Linked DNA regions of Mus musculus: all the other regions are linked to region 1. Evidence: chromatin contacts called from public Hi-C, HiChIP or PLAC-seq, Micro-C and promoter capture Hi-C data. All regions are on one chromosome and are shown on one strand. Each heading gives the region's core, a stretch centred on a gene start, on an enhancer-like site or on the middle of the called end of the contact. The rest is flanking DNA. Distances are from core to core; before and after follow the strand shown.

The links. Promoter capture Hi-C pulls out the DNA fragments that hold promoters and counts their contacts. Hi-C and Micro-C count contacts between places; a contact is called where the count stands out from the background. HiChIP or PLAC-seq counts read pairs in DNA pulled down with a chosen protein or histone mark.
Region 2: a contact with region 1 is called in an H3K27ac HiChIP or PLAC-seq map of extraembryonic endoderm stem cells, with 4 times the contacts expected there. The contact joins the enhancer-like site here to the promoter of Fam20b in region 1. A contact is called at or near these places in 3 of 39 promoter capture datasets (the HPC-7 cell line, liver and pre-B cells), 1 of 484 Hi-C or Micro-C datasets (the HPC-7 cell line) and 3 of 115 datasets of contacts at active chromatin or transcription factors (acute myeloid leukemia, extraembryonic endoderm stem cells and large pre-B cells).
Region 3: a Micro-C map of embryonic stem cells shows a contact between it and region 1, with 4 times the contacts expected there. The contact joins the promoter of Tdrd5 here to the promoter of Fam20b in region 1. A contact is called at or near these places in 1 of 484 Hi-C or Micro-C datasets (embryonic stem cells) and 1 of 115 datasets of contacts at active chromatin or transcription factors (large pre-B cells).
Region 4: a contact with region 1 is called in a promoter capture Hi-C map of the HPC-7 cell line. The contact joins the enhancer-like site here to the promoter of Fam20b in region 1. A contact is called at or near these places in 24 of 39 promoter capture datasets (the 3T3-L1 cell line, 3T3-L1-derived adipocytes, the C10 cell line and 16 more), 2 of 15 datasets of contacts at CTCF or cohesin (embryonic stem cells and pro-B cells), 4 of 484 Hi-C or Micro-C datasets (B cells, bone marrow-derived macrophages and embryonic stem cells), 40 of 115 datasets of contacts at active chromatin or transcription factors (the 230-238 cell line, the HPC-7 cell line, the NIH/3T3 cell line and 27 more) and 4 of 9 other capture datasets (adipose tissue, embryonic stem cells, liver and 1 more).
Region 5: a FOXA1 HiChIP or PLAC-seq map of pancreatic cancer cells shows a contact between it and region 1. The contact joins the enhancer-like site here to the promoter of Fam20b in region 1. A contact is called at or near these places in 6 of 39 promoter capture datasets (cranial neural crest, fetal liver, liver and 3 more), 11 of 115 datasets of contacts at active chromatin or transcription factors (the 230-238 cell line, bone marrow-derived macrophages, cardiomyocytes and 8 more) and 2 of 9 other capture datasets (adipose tissue and liver).
Region 6: a contact with region 1 is called in a Hi-C map of the HPC-7 cell line, with 3 times the contacts expected there. The contact joins the enhancer-like site here to the promoter of Fam20b in region 1. A contact is called at or near these places in 8 of 39 promoter capture datasets (the C10 cell line, embryonic stem cells, hematopoietic stem and progenitor cells and 4 more), 6 of 484 Hi-C or Micro-C datasets (CD4 T cells, the HPC-7 cell line, embryonic stem cells and 3 more), 2 of 115 datasets of contacts at active chromatin or transcription factors (memory CD8 T cells and pancreatic cancer cells) and 3 of 9 other capture datasets (adipose tissue, liver and pancreatic islet).
Region 7: a contact with region 1 is called in an H3K27ac HiChIP or PLAC-seq map of microglia, with 6 times the contacts expected there. The contact joins the enhancer-like site here to the promoter of Fam20b in region 1. A contact is called at or near these places in 7 of 39 promoter capture datasets (the C10 cell line, the HPC-7 cell line, cranial neural crest and 4 more), 2 of 484 Hi-C or Micro-C datasets (cumulus cells and pre-B cells), 9 of 115 datasets of contacts at active chromatin or transcription factors (the 230-238 cell line, the HPC-7 cell line, bone marrow-derived macrophages and 6 more) and 2 of 9 other capture datasets (liver and pancreatic islet).

The regions. Positions count from the first base shown.
Region 1 is chr1:156,717,638-156,720,207 of GRCm38.p6, reverse strand. It overlaps Fam20b (family with sequence similarity 20, member B), which reads left to right and starts at 1,298. Exons shown (of 8, transcript NM_145413.4): 1 at 1,298-1,342.
Region 2 is chr1:156,257,593-156,260,162 of GRCm38.p6, reverse strand. Tdrd5 (tudor domain containing 5) reads left to right here. Exons shown (of 18, transcript NM_001134741.1): 17 at 228-432. Among named protein-coding and RNA genes, the nearest start is that of Tdrd5, 44 kb to the left of the region's middle. Within about 2 kb of position 1,297, at least 2 of the 459 cell types and tissues checked have an H3K27ac peak or open chromatin away from gene starts, as enhancers often do. A contact at or near this core is called in extraembryonic endoderm stem cells, where this site is marked.
Region 3 is chr1:156,302,069-156,304,638 of GRCm38.p6, reverse strand. It overlaps Tdrd5 (tudor domain containing 5), which reads left to right and starts at 1,291. Exons shown (of 18, transcript NM_001134741.1): 1 at 1,291-1,328; 2 at 2,037-2,272. The coding sequence starts at 2,041.
Region 4 is chr1:157,075,169-157,077,738 of GRCm38.p6, reverse strand. All of the region lies in intron 1 of Gm30568 (a long non-coding RNA gene), which reads left to right. Among named protein-coding and RNA genes, the nearest start is that of Gm30568, 5.2 kb to the left of the region's middle. Within about 2 kb of position 1,273, at least 55 of the 459 cell types and tissues checked have an H3K27ac peak or open chromatin away from gene starts, as enhancers often do. A contact at or near this core is called in the 230-238 cell line, B cells, the HPC-7 cell line and 7 more, where this site is marked.
Region 5 is chr1:157,045,553-157,048,122 of GRCm38.p6, reverse strand. No RefSeq gene overlaps it. Among named protein-coding and RNA genes, the nearest start is that of Gm30568, 35 kb to the left of the region's middle. Within about 2 kb of position 1,277, at least 33 of the 459 cell types and tissues checked have an H3K27ac peak or open chromatin away from gene starts, as enhancers often do. A contact at or near this core is called in adipose tissue and pancreatic cancer cells, where this site is marked.
Region 6 is chr1:156,406,942-156,409,511 of GRCm38.p6, reverse strand. All of the region lies in intron 4 of Axdnd1 (axonemal dynein light chain domain containing 1), which reads left to right. Among named protein-coding and RNA genes, the nearest start is that of Axdnd1, 13 kb to the left of the region's middle. Within about 2 kb of position 1,286, at least 43 of the 459 cell types and tissues checked have an H3K27ac peak or open chromatin away from gene starts, as enhancers often do. A contact at or near this core is called in the HPC-7 cell line, memory CD8 T cells, pro-B cells and 1 more, where this site is marked.
Region 7 is chr1:157,018,767-157,021,336 of GRCm38.p6, reverse strand. No RefSeq gene overlaps it. Among named protein-coding and RNA genes, the nearest start is that of Gm39685, 30 kb to the right of the region's middle. Within about 2 kb of position 1,291, at least 46 of the 459 cell types and tissues checked have an H3K27ac peak or open chromatin away from gene starts, as enhancers often do. A contact at or near this core is called in bone marrow-derived macrophages, microglia and pre-B cells, where this site is marked.

The sequences.
Region 1 (2,570 bases), core at 49-2,548:
ACGCCTTGCAGTGATGAGTGCTTCCAGCAGTGATTAAAGCTGCTTTCCCTCACTAAGTCTTCTGGGGTAGGGTGTCAAGTCCAATAGTTTCTCTGGGTGTCCTGATCGAAAGTGCTACACACACACACACACACATTAAACTAACTTCACACAATAATTGTATTTTCTCCACACATTTACTATTTAAATCTCACCACAATCCTGTCAAGTAGGTACTGTGTTTAACTTCCATTTCCCAAGGAGCCTTATACTCAGAGGCACTACATGACATGCCCAGTGGCATACAGTGGGGGGTGGGAGGGAGGGAGAGAGAGAGGGAGAGAGAGAGAGATCGTTTCTTTCCCTCTTGAAAGAAATTCCTGCTTAGTCCCCAAACTCCCCCCCCCCCCGCACAAATCATATCCAATGTAGAACGTACACCATAATATTTTAGGGTCAAACAGACTACATGGAAGCTGTCTATATGGTGAATAAACGTATGCATTATACAGTAGCTACTGTGTGTGGAGTGGACACACGTTAAGGGGAGGAGCAGCTCATTGACTCTTCAGGAGCCTAGTGGGTGAGTGCAGGGCACTGGAAACCAAGTCGCGCTGGATTTGCCCTCTTAGGGCTTACAGTCCATTGCAAGGCACAAACATTAAAAAAAAAAAAGCTATTATAATAAAATAAACAGGATTTTGTTAAGAGCTACTGAAAAGGTACAGTAGGGGAGCTCTGCTCTGGGCCAAAGCTGGAGCGATTTCCAAGGTGGGAAGTCTGGCCTCTTTTGGTCAGGGAAGGGCACTTTGGGGCAGAATCTCCAAGGAGAAGTCAAGGCAGAGCGAAAGAAAGAAGAAATTATCTCTTCAGAATAGGACTTCACCTAGATGACTGCAGGAAAGAAATTGTGAAGGTAAGAGAGAAGCCAGAAGCTAGTTTATGTAAACAGGCTTGGAGAAATCCGCCGACGGTGTCTGCGGAGCCCAGCGCTGCAGGAATGAGGGTGAAAGGGTTAAAGGGGGCGGTCCGGAGCTGCCCGGTAGTCCCGCCTACCCGCAACGGGGGCGGAGCTGCGCCGGGTGCGCACTGGGATTGGCTGCAGGGAGGGCGTTCCGCTAGGACCGTACCAACAGCCAGGCAGCGCGGAGGCGGGGGTGGGTGTGGAGCGGCCGGCTCCGCGGGGAGCGGCGACCGGGGAATGGCCGGGCCGGCGGTGGGCGGGAGCCGCAGTGGTGGCGGCGGCGGCCCGGGGCGGTGAGTGCGGCGTGGGGCTGCCCCTCCCCGGAGGCGGCGGGGGCGGCCGGGGCCGCGCCTCACCGCACCGCGCGGGCGGCTATGGAGCGAGCCTGAGGCCCGCCAGGTGAGTGGCGCGGTTGGAGAGGGCGCGCGACCCCTCGCCCGGGAACGACGGGAAGGAGGGAGGGAGGGAGGGAAAGCGCGGGCGGCGGGGGGCGGGGCACCTCCCTCAGGGGCCGGATGCGGGGCTGCGGGCGATCGGGAGTCCTTGCGGTGACCGGTGCTCGCTGCTAAGGACGGTCCCCAGAGGCTCCTGGCCCTGGTGTCGCCCTTCTGTCACACGAAGCCGGTGTCGGCGGCCCGGCGGGCAGCGCGCTCTAGCTCGGTCCCTACGCCGCCCTCCTGGTGGCCGAGGAGCGCGCTCTCGCTGAGCCCCTACGGGGCCCGCTTGGTGGTCGGGGAGCGCGAGTGACCTGCAGGCCCTGGGCCGGAGAGGGCAGCGGTGTCCTGCGGTCGTGCGCTCAGAGCGCCAAGGGGCACAACTTAGGATGAGACTGTGCAGAGTGGGCTGCGCTGGCGGTTTCATTTCCGGGTGTGATGGCCCGGCGATTAAGAGCGAGCCCAGACGTTGCCTTGAAGATGAATGCGAACGTTGTCAAGCTGTGTCCTTGATTGTGGAGTCTGATAAGACATTCTTTTTAATCTGGAGTCAGTGATCTGTCAGGCTCCTGATAAAAACGAAGAAAAGGGGGGGGGGAACAACAGGGCGTGGATGGTCCTTATACAATTACTTCGTTTAAAGACTTATGTCTCCAGTAGGATGGGTAAGGCGTTTACAATTTGGGAAAAGGATATGTTTAACACTGTCACTTGGATCTAGGGCCAGGTGTGAGGGTCATCTCTACTCAGCCAGGTTCCCTCCGGAGATTTGATAGCTCACGTTGGAAGAAAGAAATAATGCGATCTTTTCACGATTGAGGTCTACGGCTTTATAATACAACCGAGAATCCGGAAAGTCAAGATTGTCAATAATTAACCATGCCTACATTGCTTGGGTTGTAATTTCACATTGAGCTCAATGTGCTTGCCATTCCCTGAATTTATGCAAGCCGGGTGAGCAAGCTGAAAGCACTTGTGCATGTTATCGTCCTGAGAAACAGGTTCAGGCATTAAAGATGCTAAATTATTTGCATAGGCTCTAAATCAATTTAGGGCAAATTTAAAATTATTGTATTAAATTAATAACTTTCTTAAAGTTTGTGAAGATGTTGGGTTTTGTGTCCCAGAACTGTTACCTGAAAACAAGATGCGGGTTCACATTAGAAAATACTTATCACAGGAGAACAGTGTGG
Region 2 (2,570 bases), core at 48-2,547, 460 kb after region 1:
CTGCTGTGTGTGTATTTAACACTGGTCAATGGCGGGAAGAAGGGTAGCCCTCAGTACCATACTTGTTCATAGAAATAGCAATAAAGACCTCTTAGGTTGAATTTTGATACTCATTAAAACATAGAAGAGTGCTTTTTCTAGAGTTTTACTTTTTAACTGAAATCTAAGTAAGGAAGCATAAAAGGTGTCACTTTCCATGCCTTCACCCAATTTCTCCCATTTTGCAGCAGCCAGATTTACAGTATCCTTTGGATTCTTCCACACTGCCCAAACTGGAAGAGTTCTACATCTCTCTGATCAAGTCTCAGCAGTCCGCAGAGAGGAGCCAGTCTGAACCTGCCAGCATTCAGACTCATGCCGGACGGGCAGCCTCAAAAGCACTCAGTTCAACCCCTGCAGTGGGTGACTCTCCAGAAAACCACTCTGGCTCTGGTATGTTTATGTGTCCTTATGCATGCTCAGTTGACAAGTCGGAAGTTTGTCATGTTGCTAAAACCTTCATTGCTTTGAGAACATACCTTGAAAGGTGGCTGGTGCTGCCATTCTCTCCAAGATCGTCTTGGTGTGAGCTCAGGTTTCTCTAATGTTGCCGCTTTCTTTCAGCTTTTGCAGGGGCTTTACATTTATATAAAGTTTCAAGTACATGGTTCTGTGAGTTTTGGCAAATGTCAGTGTTTCCATTAGCCAGACAAGTTTCCTGTGCCCCTTTGCAGTTAGTCCGGACATTAGCATGCTGGCCTCTGGCATGTCGCCGTGCCTGTTACATAGTAGGTAGTTTTCTTGTCTGGCACCTTCCTTTATCTTCATATTGTAGAGTTTTGTTTCTGTTGGCTATTTATTTGGAAGTGACTTTGCTAGGGCATATGTCCACTGCATGCGAAACTTTTTAAACTACCTGTTGGTCCTCCTTTTTAAAGACTCTGATCACACATGCACTGGGCCACTTTGTCCTGATATTGACTTGATAGTTGTTTATTCTCAGTGCTGCTCACTGTGGGTGGTGTCTGTCCTGTGTGTACTCTGATCTCAGATGCTCTGTTCTTTATCTCTAGTTTTGTTTGGAGTCTTTTGTTTTTCAGTTGTTTCTCTCTTCCTCTTGACTATATAATGTCCCAGCACCTGACTTGGTGTATTTATTTTTGTGATTCTTTCTGAAAATTACTGTCTGTGTCCTGTCTTGATTTCTTTGTCATTGTCTCCTGATTCCAAGTCAGACTTTGTTGTGTGTAGTTTTATCTACCCTGCTTTATGCTCTGGGTGGACCGCACTACCAGCCACCCACCCAGGGTCTCTTAGGATCTGCAGATGAAAGACACACAGACACACACTAGCTTATCTTTAACATGCCTTGCTGGCTCAGTGGCACTTCTAAACCTTCTGCAGCTACTGTGCCCTTCCCTCCAGTACTTCTGGCTAAACACCTTCCAAATCTACCTTTAACTTTGCTGCCCAGTTACCTTATGTGATGCCCATTGGTTTGTGCTGACCAAGATGTTTCTGGCTTGCCCTTCTGTGGGCTGTTTTCCCTTTCCACCTACATTCTGGATGATCTCTGAATCTCTGAGTCTGTTATGTCCCCCCCCCGCCCCCCGTTCCTCCCTGTGACCTGCCCACACAACTGTAAGCAGCCCACCCTGGGCCCAACCATTGGCTTCTGGCGTCTTTATTGATAATCAAAAAACAGCTGGGGACAAGGACCTTGAGTGTCTGGACACGCAGATGCCGATTGAATGGAAGCATCAGAACCACACCCTATAACACTGCGTCCTTGGCCATCAGACACTGGATCTTATGTTGTCTGTCTTTAGGGACGGGAGGCAGTAGTTGCACTTCTCGGCATTGGTTTCACACACCTTAGCATTTCCTTAGGAGCTGCTCTCCCACGGCCCAGGTCCCAGCAGACGCTCTGTTCCGGATGCTTGTCCAGTTTTCTAACCATGCAAGGCAGACGGGGAGCAGACACGATTCCCGATCTACACCACAGTTCTCTATGCAGCCACGTAACCATTGTATTATACTTATGTCTTTTTCTCTCAACTGGGCACTACTCATAATTTTATGGTCAGAATATTACTTTTTAGAACACGCTGTCAAATCTTCTGTGACAAAACTTATCACAAGTATCAGGGAAAATAGATCACGTATTATGTGCTTAACATACACAAAGATAAAAGGGATTGACTTATTTTTCTCTGAAGTTATTGAATTTCTGTTTTGAAGATAGCAGTGTCCATCTATCAGTTGCTTGCAGTGGTTGACTGTCAGGATGTCAAACCGACTACACTGCTGCCCAGATTTAAATTCACCTGAAACTTTTAAAGCAGGTTGGTTGGTTTGGTTTTTGGTTTCCCCTTGCTCTGTGACCCATGCTGGACTGAACCTTGCTACATGGTTGAGACGTTCCTGGAAGTTGCTAACCTCCTTACTCTCAGAAGTGCTGAGATGATAGGTGCATGCCCAGTACGCCCCACTGAAGCAGGACTTTGTGGAATAAAGCCAAGTTAGTTTACTCTGCCCCAGAACATGACAGTTCTTCTCTTACAGTAGGATGCTACCTACTGCAGCACTGG
Region 3 (2,570 bases), core at 42-2,541, 420 kb after region 1:
GCCAATGGAAAAAGATTCATCTGGGTAGGTTTTACTCCAATGGCAATCTAATTAACACTGTTTTAGAGATAGCTGTTCATACCTAAAATCTCCATTCCTTTTCTCCTAGGCTTTGTGTAAGAAGGGATTTTTGTTTTAGTTAGTTCCGAGGACTCAATGGGCCCTTAAAAATATGAAGACGTGTTCCTTCTAAAACTTGTCATTGAAATGCTGCAGTATTTGGGTCCATTTTTCATTTTAGGATGTTCTGTTAATCTACTTATCAGCTACAACTGCTCTACTATAAACCGAAGATATAAATCCTTTCTAGTTTTAGTTTTTTAGGGATTCTTTAATAGTCCTCATTCATTGATGGTACATTTTGTTCTCTTGGAATATTCACTTACGGGTTTTAGGCAAGAATGGCTTAGGGATCCCGCCCCCTTTATGCAACCGGCCAGTCTCCAGCTGGGGCTTTCCTCTCTCCACCTCCAGAGAGCTAGGCTCAACAGGTGTGCATCACCCCACCTAGTTTCCGGCCTCTTAAGTTGAATCCTTTGAGTATCTTTTAGGTTGTCCATTTAAGAGTGCATACAGTTAAGGGAAAGGTATTCATATCCTGCATTTCTACTTGCTAGTTTTTGAGGACTCCTGTCAATCTAGTTTACTCTACAAATCCAGCAAACATATCCAAATGAAATTATCCTCCATAGTCTCCCACTTCTCTTCTTTCCATTGCTCCTGGGATGTTCTTCATTCCAAAAGTCCGTCCATCCATCCATTCCTCTCTTCTAGGAGTCAAAGTCGCTTTAAGGTCAGCAGTAATTCTCAAGAATCAGACTCGCTCTTAATTTTTTCCCCCAAATAAGCGCAGACCTACGGGGGCGAGGCGAGCTTCCGGCGGGGCGGGGCGGGGTGGGGGGCACTAGTCCTGGATCCGCAGGATCCGCATGTGCCTCCGCCGCGGTCCCCGCCCCCCGCAGGTGCCTGGGGGCGGGGCGGGGCGGGGCCGGGCGGCGCCGCAGGGCTCAGGTGGAGGGTGGTCCAGCGGCACCTGCGTCTTCCCGCGGCTTCGGGAGGAGGTAGATGCGGCGGGTTGTAGCGCCGTCCCAGAGGGGGAGCCGGTCCTCGGCCTCACCCGCACCCACACGCTAGGTCTCCGCTAACCGTCACACCGGCCGCGCCCGCTCGCGTGGAACGTGGCGCACCGGACCGGACGGCCCGCAGTGCGCAGGCGCGCGAGACCCTCGCCGGCTCAGCTTCTCCGCGGCCCTCCCGGAGCGTCCCGGACCTGCGGCGCGCAACGGCAGCGCGGGTGCGAGGGAGCGAGGCGGGCGAGCCGCAGCCAGGTAGTGGCGGGCCGCAGAGGGATACGCTACCGCGGTCCTCAGCATGACTCAGATCACGGGAAGAGCACGGGGCAGACGGGAGGACCAGCTGAAGGAGGGAGGGACCCCGGGACCCCCACCCTTCCCGAGTCCATGGAGGCGACCAGGCGGTCTGCGATCCGCTCACGCTTCTCCTGGTCACTCATGCACCGCGACCCTTGGTTCCCAAAGACCGGCTGAGAGATTCCATCTGATACTGAGCAGCAGCGGGGAATGACACCCTCTAAGGAACTTGAGATCACCCTTTAAGCTTCCTTATTAGCCGGGCCCAGTTGGGACTTAATGCCAGCCAGCTGCGAGGATTGGGAGGGCTCATCCCTACAAGCTGAGCTTTGGAGTTTGTAGTGAGTGTGGCCAGAGAGCTTGTGCTGCAGGAGCCTTGGAACACTTAGGGTATTGCTTTAAGCCTTATCGCCTGTAAAACTCACATCTGAGTTTTTATATAACATGGCTGGTCGTTAAAAGGTTTTTGCGTGGTGGCGCACGCCTTTAATCCCAGCACTCTGGAGGCAGAGGCAGCGGATTTCTGAGTTCGAGGCCAGCCTGGTCTACAGAGTGAGTTCCAGGACAGCCAGGGCTGGTTTGTTTGTTTGCTTGGTTGCTTATGGGTTTTGTTCTGTCCTGGTTTAACCACTTTCAAGAGCATTTTCCCCCCCTTCAATCCTGTAGCACGATGTCTGAACAAGAGCGTATACAGGACTGTCTGAGGAAAGAGATAAGGTCCCTTCTTATTTCCACTAAGGATGGTTTGACTCCACAACAGTTGGAAAAGGAGTACCTTTTGATGGTTGGCAACCATCTCCCGCTCCGAATCCTTGGATATCGGTCCACTATGGAACTGGTGTTGGATATGCCCGATGTGGTTAGTGTCTGCCCCGGTGGGGATGGTACCGTAATACTGAAAGGTAGGTTTAAGACTTTGGAAGGTCTACATGAGCCTTTACAGTTAAGATGTACCACTAAGTACAATATCCCGTATCCCAGGGCGGAGGATTTTAACTGGGGTGATAGTCATGGGTACCTTTGAGGTTGTTGGGGGAAGTGAGAGCAAAGGAAAGCCAAAACAGCTTCCCAAATCCCCATTCCTAAGTTCCTAACACTCATTTTAAATTTCACTAGGCACAAATTAGTGACACTTCCAGACCCTGATTAGCAGTAAAACATCTTCCAGCTGGTAGAGGAGTTGGGAAGCTTTTATTGGTC
Region 4 (2,570 bases), core at 24-2,523, 360 kb before region 1:
CACCCGTCCTTTGATTCTTCTTCCCTTATTTACACACCCAAATTCACCAGCAATTTCCATTCTTCCGATTCGAACCTCACCTGACTCTACGACTTTCGCGCGCGCGCGCGCGCGCGTGTGTGTGTGTGTGTGTGTGTGTGTATGTGTGCGCGCGCGCGCACGCGCACGCGTTGTATGTGTTCATTTGTTTGCACGTGTATGCATGAGCACGTGAGAGGTCAGAGGTTGGGGGAAGAGCTTGGATCACTGGGGTGTACTCTTAAGGAGACCCAAGGTCCCCAGCTTTTGCCATGAGATGCCATGCTGCTTTACCACGGCCTCAGGACGCAGCCCCACCTCTGAGGGCCCAAACCTCTGAAACAGCAGAATGAGTCTTCCCGAGGCTCCCACCCACTGCAGAACTGGATACCAGGTGGAGTGGCGATCTAGGCCGGCTCTCCTCGCTGAGTGCCACTCTGGCCGCCAGGTGGCGCTGCAGCACACTGGGGTGTTGCAGAGATGCACTTGTGGCTGCCTGAGTTCCGGTGCCAGCTGGCAGCATCCTCCGCCTAGGAGAGGATTCCCTTCTTTTCACTGTTCCCGTAGGTAGGCAAAGTTAGCAACGTAGAATAACCCTTCTCTTCTTGAAGGCTGAAAAAGAAAAGCCAGGAGCCCTTGGCATGGCCACCCTTGCAGGAGGCAGGTGTGGATGAGTCGCTTCCACTCAATGGGCATCCAGGACTAGAGTAAAGGGCAAGGACGGCTTGGAGACTAATCGCTGCCTGTGTGTAATGTTTAACCCAGAGCCGCAAGCTTCCATGTAGTAATAGTAATAGTCCTGAAGACGTCCAACTCTACCCTGGGCTGCCAGTGAACTGGCCTAGGACATGGGAAGTAGTGAGAATTTGAAGTCCATTGACATAAGTGTCACTAGCTGTACTATTGGCATTACCGCCACTGCCGTTTCTTTTCCCTGGAGGCAAGGGGAAGGCGTTTCAGGAATAACATTGGTTTATTCCTAGCATAAGAACCAGAGGAATGATAGTGCTGTGTGTTCTGGGCCACTTTTTTTTTGGTTTTTCTAGACAGGATTTCTCTGTATAGTCCTGGCTGATCCTGGAACTCACTCTGTAGACCAGGCTGGCCTCGAACTCAGAAATCCACCTGCCTCTGCCTCCTGAGTGCTGGGATTAAAGGCGTGCGCCACCACGCCCGGCTCTGGGCCACTATTCTAATGTGTTGTGTCCTGAAGTATGCCCTGGGAGAATGCCAGGATCAAGGCATGCATGCAGTTCCGATATCGCCCACGAGGTGGCGCAGGCCCCTGCGCTCTGTCCTGGGATTACAGAATTGATTTTAGCTAGGCTGGGCCAGTGAGTTAAATCGAGCACTAGACAGGCGTTTGGGGTCGTAGGCAAGTGAAGAGCTGTCTCCGCCCCCCCCCCCCCCCTTGGATTTGAGTCTCACAGAACAGTCACGGAGACCATTAGTTTTCCCAGGCCTCAGATGGACCAGAAGTGGGTTCAGGAGGGTGATGGGGTGAGATGACACAGTGGATCTGTAGTCAAAGCTAGACCTTAGGGTCAACTTTTGCTTTGATCTCTTGGCTGTATACCGCTTACTTCCAGAGCACCATCTCTGGGTTCTGACGCTTCTGGATCCATTTATAGCCTTTTTGTCCCCTTCCTGAGCCCTGGCAGTTTCCCCTCCTCCCCCTCCTCCCCCTCCTCCCCTTCCTCCTCCTCCTCCTCGCCCTCTTCCCCCTCCTCCCCTGCTTGGCCTCTCTGGTCAAGTGAGTGAGCCCGTCAGAAAACAGTATCCTTATTAGTGTTGAGACCTCCAACACCAGACAAATCCTGCTGTAAGGAAATCCCCGCTCCCTCCCATTCTCAGAACCTGTGTCCTGGGACTTCAATTCTTTTTCTTAAGCGCAGTTTTGCTCTGAGCCAGAGGTGTCTCCTCCAGTTCTCTGAGCCTCAGAAATCCCAGACCTCAGGGCTGTCAATCACTATTTCTTTATTCAGCATACCTTTTGAGGAATCAGAATAGATTCCTCCACCCCAACCCCGTTGGGTAGCGGTGATGGAAGCTAGGGTCTTCTACATGCTGGATAAGCTACAGTCAGCTACAGCCTCAGGCCTTGACTAATAAAGATTGATTTATTTAATGTATGTGAGTACACTGTCACTGTCTTTAGACAACCAGATGAGGGCTTTGGATCCCAATATAGATGGCTGTGAGCCACCATGTGGTTGCTGGGAATTGAACTCAGGACCTCTGAGAAAGTAGCCACTGCTCTTAACCACTGAGCCATCCCTCCAGCCTGCGATTTTTTTTTTTTTTAATTAGAAAATGCCTCAATATCTTTATCTATGGGTAAAAGTTTACAGTCACTTGTCTGGGTACTTTTCTCTCGCAGCGTGCTCTTCCTTATAGAATAGAAGGTTGGCTGATGAGCCAAGACTTCCAGTCTGGGGGTTTTATTTTTTGCATGATGAAAGCAATGTGGTATCATGGCCCTGCTAGCACAAGGAGTGATCTCTGGGGAAATGAGTCACCAGCACCTCCCTCCGGGTGGCTGTCCTCCCCCA
Region 5 (2,570 bases), core at 28-2,527, 330 kb before region 1:
GATGCTGCACTGGGGCTCATTCATTGGAGGAGACCAAGCCCTGCCATGGGGGTGTCTAGGAGCACCAGGCTGAGTGTGGAGCTCTAAGATTTAAAGGGGTTGGGCTGTAGGCACGAAGACCATACAAGAAGCAGAGAAGCATCTTCTGCACACCACTTCCTGGAAGATGGCCAGAGTCTTGATGTCTGGGCCAGAGGAATTACAGCGCTTTAGAGGAACATCAAGGAACAGATCTGAGCCGTGGGAAGAGGCCAAGCAGTAAAGCCCCAAGTGCCCCTCTGGCAACAAAGGTGGGCCTAGCTGCCAGGAACATTAGGTCCAGAGTTGTTGCTCTCTGCTTTCCACCTCCTTTGTTCTTTCTCCTCATTGCACTGTCAAAACAAGATGCTAAGGCTCAGCACCATGAGCTGCATAGTTCTAGAATCTCAATGGTCCACTAAAAAGTGGCCTGGGGATGGGGGAATGCCAGAACCAGTGGAGAAAGAGGAAGCCCTGAGATAAGTTCTATCGGCCTGTGTGCTTGCTGTGCAGAGTTGTTGACCCCACTAGGAGCCCTGTCCCTACCCTGTCCATAGGGCTCAGTCAAGTCCTTGGCCCCTCAAGAGGCCCACCTTCTCCAAGGGAAGAGCTGCTGACCCATGTCCCTGGAATCCTTCTGACAGAAATCACAGACCACCAGTTTAGTTCCTACCTAGAAAATCGTGCCTCTGACTTAACACCATATCATCACTATATTGTTTTATAGACAGCAAGGAACATGGAGATACAACTCAAGCCATTTTTGGCAGTTCCATATCCCACCCTGAGTTAGGATCATAAGAGCACAAGGATTTGCTAAACCCACCCTCCAGATCAACCGCACAGTCTCAGCAGCTGTTACCTTGAGAGCTGGAGGTAGAGCTTCTATGGCAAACCCTAGCCAGAGGGCATTGTCCACACTGACCCTCGCTAGGAAGCTTTCTGGCTTTGCAGATAGGGAGCCTAGAAGAAGGTACTGGAGCAAATGTGTTGTCACAGTTTCAGGCTGTTTCCTCTCTGTGTAAAGCATGGCATCAGATGTTGACCAGCAGGACAACTACAGGAAATAAGTTCCCCAGGCTCCACCTAGAGAACAGAGTGGCATTTCCACCACGTGCAGTGTGTCTGGAAAAGTAGAGGAGGTGCTCACTCTTCCCTGTTAAAGTGGAGAAGAAAACATGCCTCGGAGGGGCCGGGCTATGGCCAGGCTGGGGATGTGGCTCAGTTCAGAGAGTGCTTGCTTTGCTTGCACAAAGCCATGACTCAGTGCCAGCATAGCATCAAAACAGTCAGTGTGAAAAGTGCCTTATGGAAAGGGTGGTGGCTCATGCTGTTAGTCCTAGCACAAGGGAGGTAGAAGCAGAAGGGTGATCATTGGCTACATAGTGAGTTTGAGGCCAGCCTAGGCTCTATAGAAGACCACCACTTCATTAAAAAAAATTTTTAAAGAATTTTTTTTCTTCTTGTAAACTATTAAAGCAAGTAGATCAGTCATTTGCGTTCTAAAACATACGATTTTGTCCCCCTAGACCATGGATGAATAGATGTCACGCAGATACAAAAATGTAGAGATGCTGGGGGAAGCAACACTTCCCGCTTATATGGTATTGTAGGGCTACCTTCGCTCTCATGGCTGCCCCTCATGCTCACAATAATTTATTTACTAGACAAAAATTAGGGTCTTCATTTCACAGAAGAAAAAGAAGTAGGTTACACGTTACATGGCTTCTCAAAAGCCTACCTCTTTCCAAGGGGCAGAGCTGGGGTTAAAACCTGGGTGCTCTGGCTTTAAATAATTTAACAGGGCTCTTCTAGCTATGCCAGGGATGTTTAACTGTGTACTTAACAGGAGATCCTCAAAGAGGAAAGGGATGCTGGCTTCTCTGTTTTATCTATGAGAAGTGTTGAGGTAGATGAGATTTTTTGTGTATGAGAAGTTTCAATGTGGTTTTGTTGAAGTTTCAAGGTTTTGTTGAATCGTCGGAGAGTTTAAATTGAAAACTCACGGACCCATGCCATGATCTCTCCAGCCTGCAGTCACCACACAGGGAGCCTCACTTGGAAGTGAATACAAGGCAAAGAGGGGTGGTGACACCAGCCTTAGCAGCCCAGTCAGTTCCAGGAGAGCTCCCAGCATGCCCCAGCTTGTGTTCTGCAAAGGTGCGTGCTACAAAGTTTGCCCCACCATGTAGCAGTATTCGAAGGTTAGTTGCTTAGTTCAGTTGCTGTGACAAAATACAGAACAAAAGCCACATAAGAAGGAAGGGTTTATTTTGGTTCATGGTTTGAGGATACAAATCGATCCTGGCAGGAGAGGCATGGTGGCCAGGGAGTGAGGCAGCTTGTCACATTGGGTCCACTGTCACAGACTCAGACAGCAGGGAAGGAGGAGTACTAAGACCGCACCCCCCTTTACTCCTACAGGATGATGCTGTCCACTGTTGGGGTGGGTTTTCCCCCCCTTGGATGAACATCTCTGGAGACTCACTCACTCCTACCAGCATGTTTGCCTTTGAGGTGATTCCAAAATCTGTCAAACCGACAATGAAGAT
Region 6 (2,570 bases), core at 37-2,536, 310 kb after region 1:
GAGGTTGGTATTCTGTCTTCCAAATGGATATATATACATATATATATATATATATATATATATATATATACACACACACACACCACACCACACACATATACATATATATGCACACACATAGACATATACACATACATGTATATATAAATATGTATATAAATATTTATATATATATTTATATTTGAACCGTCTCTTTACTCCATTATATTTCTTACTTTAATGGGTAGGTACTTTAGTATAACCTTCTCTGAGTCTAACTCTCTGCATGATTCTAAGAAGTCCATGGCATCTGCCGCACTTGGCATCCTTGCAGTGGTCCAGCTGGGGTCATCCCTGGATGTTGTGGAGCTTCTTTACCGGATTTTCCTAAACTGGGCCAACCTTGGTGCGTGTAGCCGCCTGCGGCCACACTAACTGGGCTCCTGAGTGGGAGGCCAGAGCTGTATGGGAGAGTATGAGAGGAATAACGAGACCAAGACAGATTTCTGATCAAGGCCCAAAGTTTACTAAGAGTCTGTGCTTATAAAGGGGGGAGGCCCATCTCCTGCCACACCAGGCTTCTTGATGCTTTGTTGCTAAGTAGTCTGTCAGAGCTTTTAGCATTAGGTCGCCAAGTCCACAGGTTGTTGGCTATCTCAGGAACATCTCAGGAAGACAGGTTCAGCCTCTCAGCGTAGTGCTTCTTGGAGAAGAGCAGCGGCAGGTGACAGAAAAATAAAGCCATCTAGGTCAGAAGGCTCCACCCCAGGTGGTCTCATTCTCAGTAGCAGCAAGGTCTGAATCAGCCTCCTTCAAGGCAGGGGGAGGCCACAGGTGCTGCCTGTGGGTCAGGAACCTGGTTGTAGCTGAAGTGGAGTACTCCTAATTTCCTTGCTAACTGAATTGCTTTCTGTAAACGATTCCATTTTGCTGAGGCCTCCAACTGAGTTACATCTAAGAAGGGGAATGCCTATCTCCAAGCTGCAGCTATCCAATCAAGCAGTGAATGTGTATCTCCCCTGGAGCTGTCTAACTCATGTTCCAGAGCTTCTGATACGGTGGGATTTTCCCATGACATTTCTAATTTTGTGCATCTCTTTGACCTGGCCGGCAGATCAGTCAACGGGGTCTGCAAGAGAGAGAGAGTGGTATGGAAGGGGCAAGAGACTTGAAGAATGGAGGCAAGACAGGTTGCTGGTCAAGTCCCATTTATTGAAAAACAATTAAGGGCACATAAGCATAAGCTAAGCCTTATGAGTGCAGCTGGAGACACTAAACCACAAGTGACTAGCAGCTGGGGGCACTAAACTGCAAGTCCAGGAAATGTCTGAAAAGAATGAGATGTTATCAGAGTGTGCTCAGCTGTGGTGGGCTGCTTGCAAAAACCGCATGCTAGGAAACAAGTCTCTTGGCAGGGTGGAAAAATACCAGCCTGCAAGTAAAGGGCGGGAGATGGCTGCAGAGTTGATAGCCCCTTTCTCCTAGGAGACGGTTCCCAACATCTCTTGATCTGGTAACATTATTATATCTGCTCCCTTCTCCCACAGTTTCACTATGTAGCATATGCATCCTTCATGCCATTTTGGGCATAATTTTTTTCTAATTTCATTAAGTTCCTGTGGGGTATATGCTCTGGTTCCTATTATTACCTTCTTGGGGCTGGTGTGTCCAGAAGCTCCAAAGCACAGCATGAAATGCCGAGGGCCTTGCCTGCGCAGCCATCAGAGCCAGGCTACGACATATGCCAGACCGGAGGAGAGTGAAGTGAGTGTGTGAATGAATGCAATCCCATTTCACTTTCTATTTGTTTTATTGTTGTTTATGAATAAACACCCGTATAACCTGATAAACTGGCACTCTTTCTCTCACTCTTGGCTCCATCCCTAATCCCAACTTCCCCAAATTGCCCTCCAACTGCCAAATGAGCGCTGTGGTATATCTATCTGTGCCTATATTTACACACCCCTCCCAGAAATACACATCCCAACCAACAATAAAGTAATGAAATATTTTTTGAGATATGGTCTTATTGCCTAGCTTTTGCTAACCTGGAGCTTACTGTGTAGACCAGGCTGGTCTTGAACTCACACAGGTCTGCCTGCTTCTGCCTCCCAAGTTCTGAGATTAAAGGCATACCTACCTTGCCTAAGTAAGAATGTAGTAGATGTAGAATTGTGTATAATTGTATATATTTACATAAAAAGAGAGGGAGGATATAAAATGCCTGCTTTTCCTTGACATAGACACAGCATTCACATGGCCAGCTTCACAAAGACTTCACACACACTTTCTGTGAGCAAAGGAAAACCTTTCTTTTATTAAATTTCAACATGACATTTTCTTTTCTTAATTTTTCTTCTTTTCTGTATATGTGTATGTGTGTGTGTGTGTGTGTGTATATATATATATATATATATATAGAGAGAGAGAGAGAGAGAGAGAGAAAGAAAGAGAGAGAGAGAGAGAGAGACTCACTCACTTTGTAGCTTTGGCTGGCCTCAGGCAAGGATCCACCTGTCTGTGTCTCTTGGGTGCTGAGACTAAAGGTGTGTGCTAGCATCCCATGCTCATTAGGATGTTTTCATACACGT
Region 7 (2,570 bases), core at 42-2,541, 300 kb before region 1:
GCACAGGCCCTCGCAATTGCACCCAGCTTTCTGAGGAGAACCAAGGTCCTCGTGCATGCAGGATGGGCATTCACGAAGTGAGTCATCTGGCCAACCCTCTTCCAAGCTTTTGTTGTTTTGTTTTGTTTTCTCTTTCCACAAAGGATGTTCCTTCCCACTGCATCGCTAGCTGTGTCTGTTTATTTTCTTTAGGCGATCGCACAAATTTGGATTCAAGAATCTAAATTTAGTAAGTTGGAATGTCATGACTATTCAGGAAAACGGCAGGAAGGCCAAGCTCAGTGTGGCAAGGTCTGAGCTGCTGTGAGTAGTAGTGTGTGACCTTGTAAAGTTGCTTGCTGCCCAGCACTGTGGTCTCCCCCAGACAGGATGGATCTGATGCTCCCCTTGCTGAGATTCCTCCGGGGCTAAGGTGAGGCTCAGGTGAGATATGTCACAACTGTCTTCATTAACATGAAGTCTATAGTCCCCTAAGGTATTCTTATTGGCACTTACTAAGACTCTCAGCACTTAAAGCCCACAGTGCACTAAACTGCTCAAACTGTTAGGGCGCTTTGGTTTTGTTTTATTTATTTTTTTGTTTAGTTTTAGGGACATGTCATACATCCCTGGGGGTCTGAAACTCTCTCTGTCATCCAAACTGGCATCCTACTTGTGTCAATCCTCCTGCCTCAACCTCTTGGGTGCTAGGATGACAGTGTAATCCACCGTGCTGGGCTGACTTGCTAGTTTAAATGCTCATAGTGGGTTCTACGTCCATAGGGAAGAGTCCGAATGGAAGGTATACTGTTGACTCCTCCCCACTCAAAGCTCCACCCTCTGTCCTGGGAGGTGATTTGAATGTAAAGAATCTTGGGCCAATCGATGGAGAATCACTGGTATGGAGTCGAACTATTTGAGAACTCCAGAACTGGTCCTTGCAAAGGATAAACTGGGTCCTGTTTATTTTGGGTTGAGTAGTCAAACACAACATCGCTTTAATTAACGGGTGCTGCATTAAAAGGTGGTACCTGAGGTGGTTTCCCAATGAGTTTTCTGCAGAAGATGCGTCTCCTAGGAGAGTTTCCTTCTCCATCCAGCTGGGTCTCTTTTAGAGCTGGTTGGAAATGCACAAGGCCTTTTGCTTTCCCTGCTCTAGCTCCTCCCTTCCTATTTTGGGCAGCTTGTGCCTTCACTCCCTCTCTGACACGAGCAACCTCCTTCTGGTTGTTCCTTTTCACTTTGGGGAGACTAATGAAACCTTGTCATTTGAACAAGGCTGTGTGCTGAGCCACGTGGGCGTGTCACAGGCCAGATGGATGAGTAAGAAATGAAACTTGAAAGACACTGGCAACGGTTGGTTGTGGAAAGCCTTTTGGGGTACCGTTTGGCAGGAGTCTGACATTGGCTAAGGACAAAGAAGTGGGCTTCAGACAGGAATCTGACGTTGGCCTAGGACATGGAAGTAAGCTCAGGCAGGAATGTGACATTTAGGGCAGGATAAGGCAAGAATCTAACTTTAGGCTGTGATAGGGAAGGAGGACTTTGCTTGCTGCTTTGTTAGTAGTTCCTTATCGTACTGCTGCTTTGTTCCTTATTGTCTTGCTTGCCCAAAATACTTGCATGTAATTATAATGGTATAAAAAGTGGGTTGGAAAATAAAAATTTGCCTTCAGTCTCAGAATTGACTGGGGTCACGCTACAGTGTTGTCTATCTGTCCTTTTTCTTTTGAATCCTCACTCCTGCGCTGGAGAACCTGTTGACTGACTGAGCGGGCTTGGTCAGTTGGTACATCCAGAATGGGAAGTAATAGAGATGCTGTGACCATTCAACAGCTATAGACTCCAATGAGAGCAACTTTGTCGCTCAGGACAGCCCTGAGATAAAGTGCTAGGTCATTAGAGTCCGCTTGACTTTGATGTTGGCAGGATCTTCACTGCTTTATCATCCTTAGGGTCCCTGCCTCTTACCCTGACAGGAGCTCAGCACACTCTCACTAGGATAGCCAACCCTGCCTCTCTGATTAACTGCAATTGGGAACTTTCCTTTTCCATGATGGTGCCTAAGTGGCCTATTGTTTCCCAGAGTTAAGGAGACAGTCAGTTTATAGCGCTTCCTATTAGTCTAATCAACAATTGTGGCTGGGGACATAGCTTGGGACAGGAAATTTGCCTAACACGTCCTGGATTTGATCCTCAGCACGGTAAGAAAACAGGTATGTGCTGGGTTTAATGTATGGTTCCTAAGAAGTTACTGGGGACCCCCTGGACCCATCCTACTTTACCAAGTTTCCTGGCATGGCTTATTGTCCCACACCTGGGGGGCATTTTCAGACAAGACTCCATTTAAAAGACCTTGGACTAATGAATGGTTTAATATGTTGACATGACAAGCTCAAAATCTGAATGGAAGCTGGGGATGTAGCTGAACTGTGGAATGCTGGGATAATTACATCACAGGAATGCTTTTGAGGGCATATCCTGCCTTGGCCCCTTCCCACTTCCTGGTTGTCATACGATAAGCAGCCTTCACAATAGACTCCTGCCTCCATGGTATTCTGCCTAAACTTAGGCCCAAAGCAACAGACGCA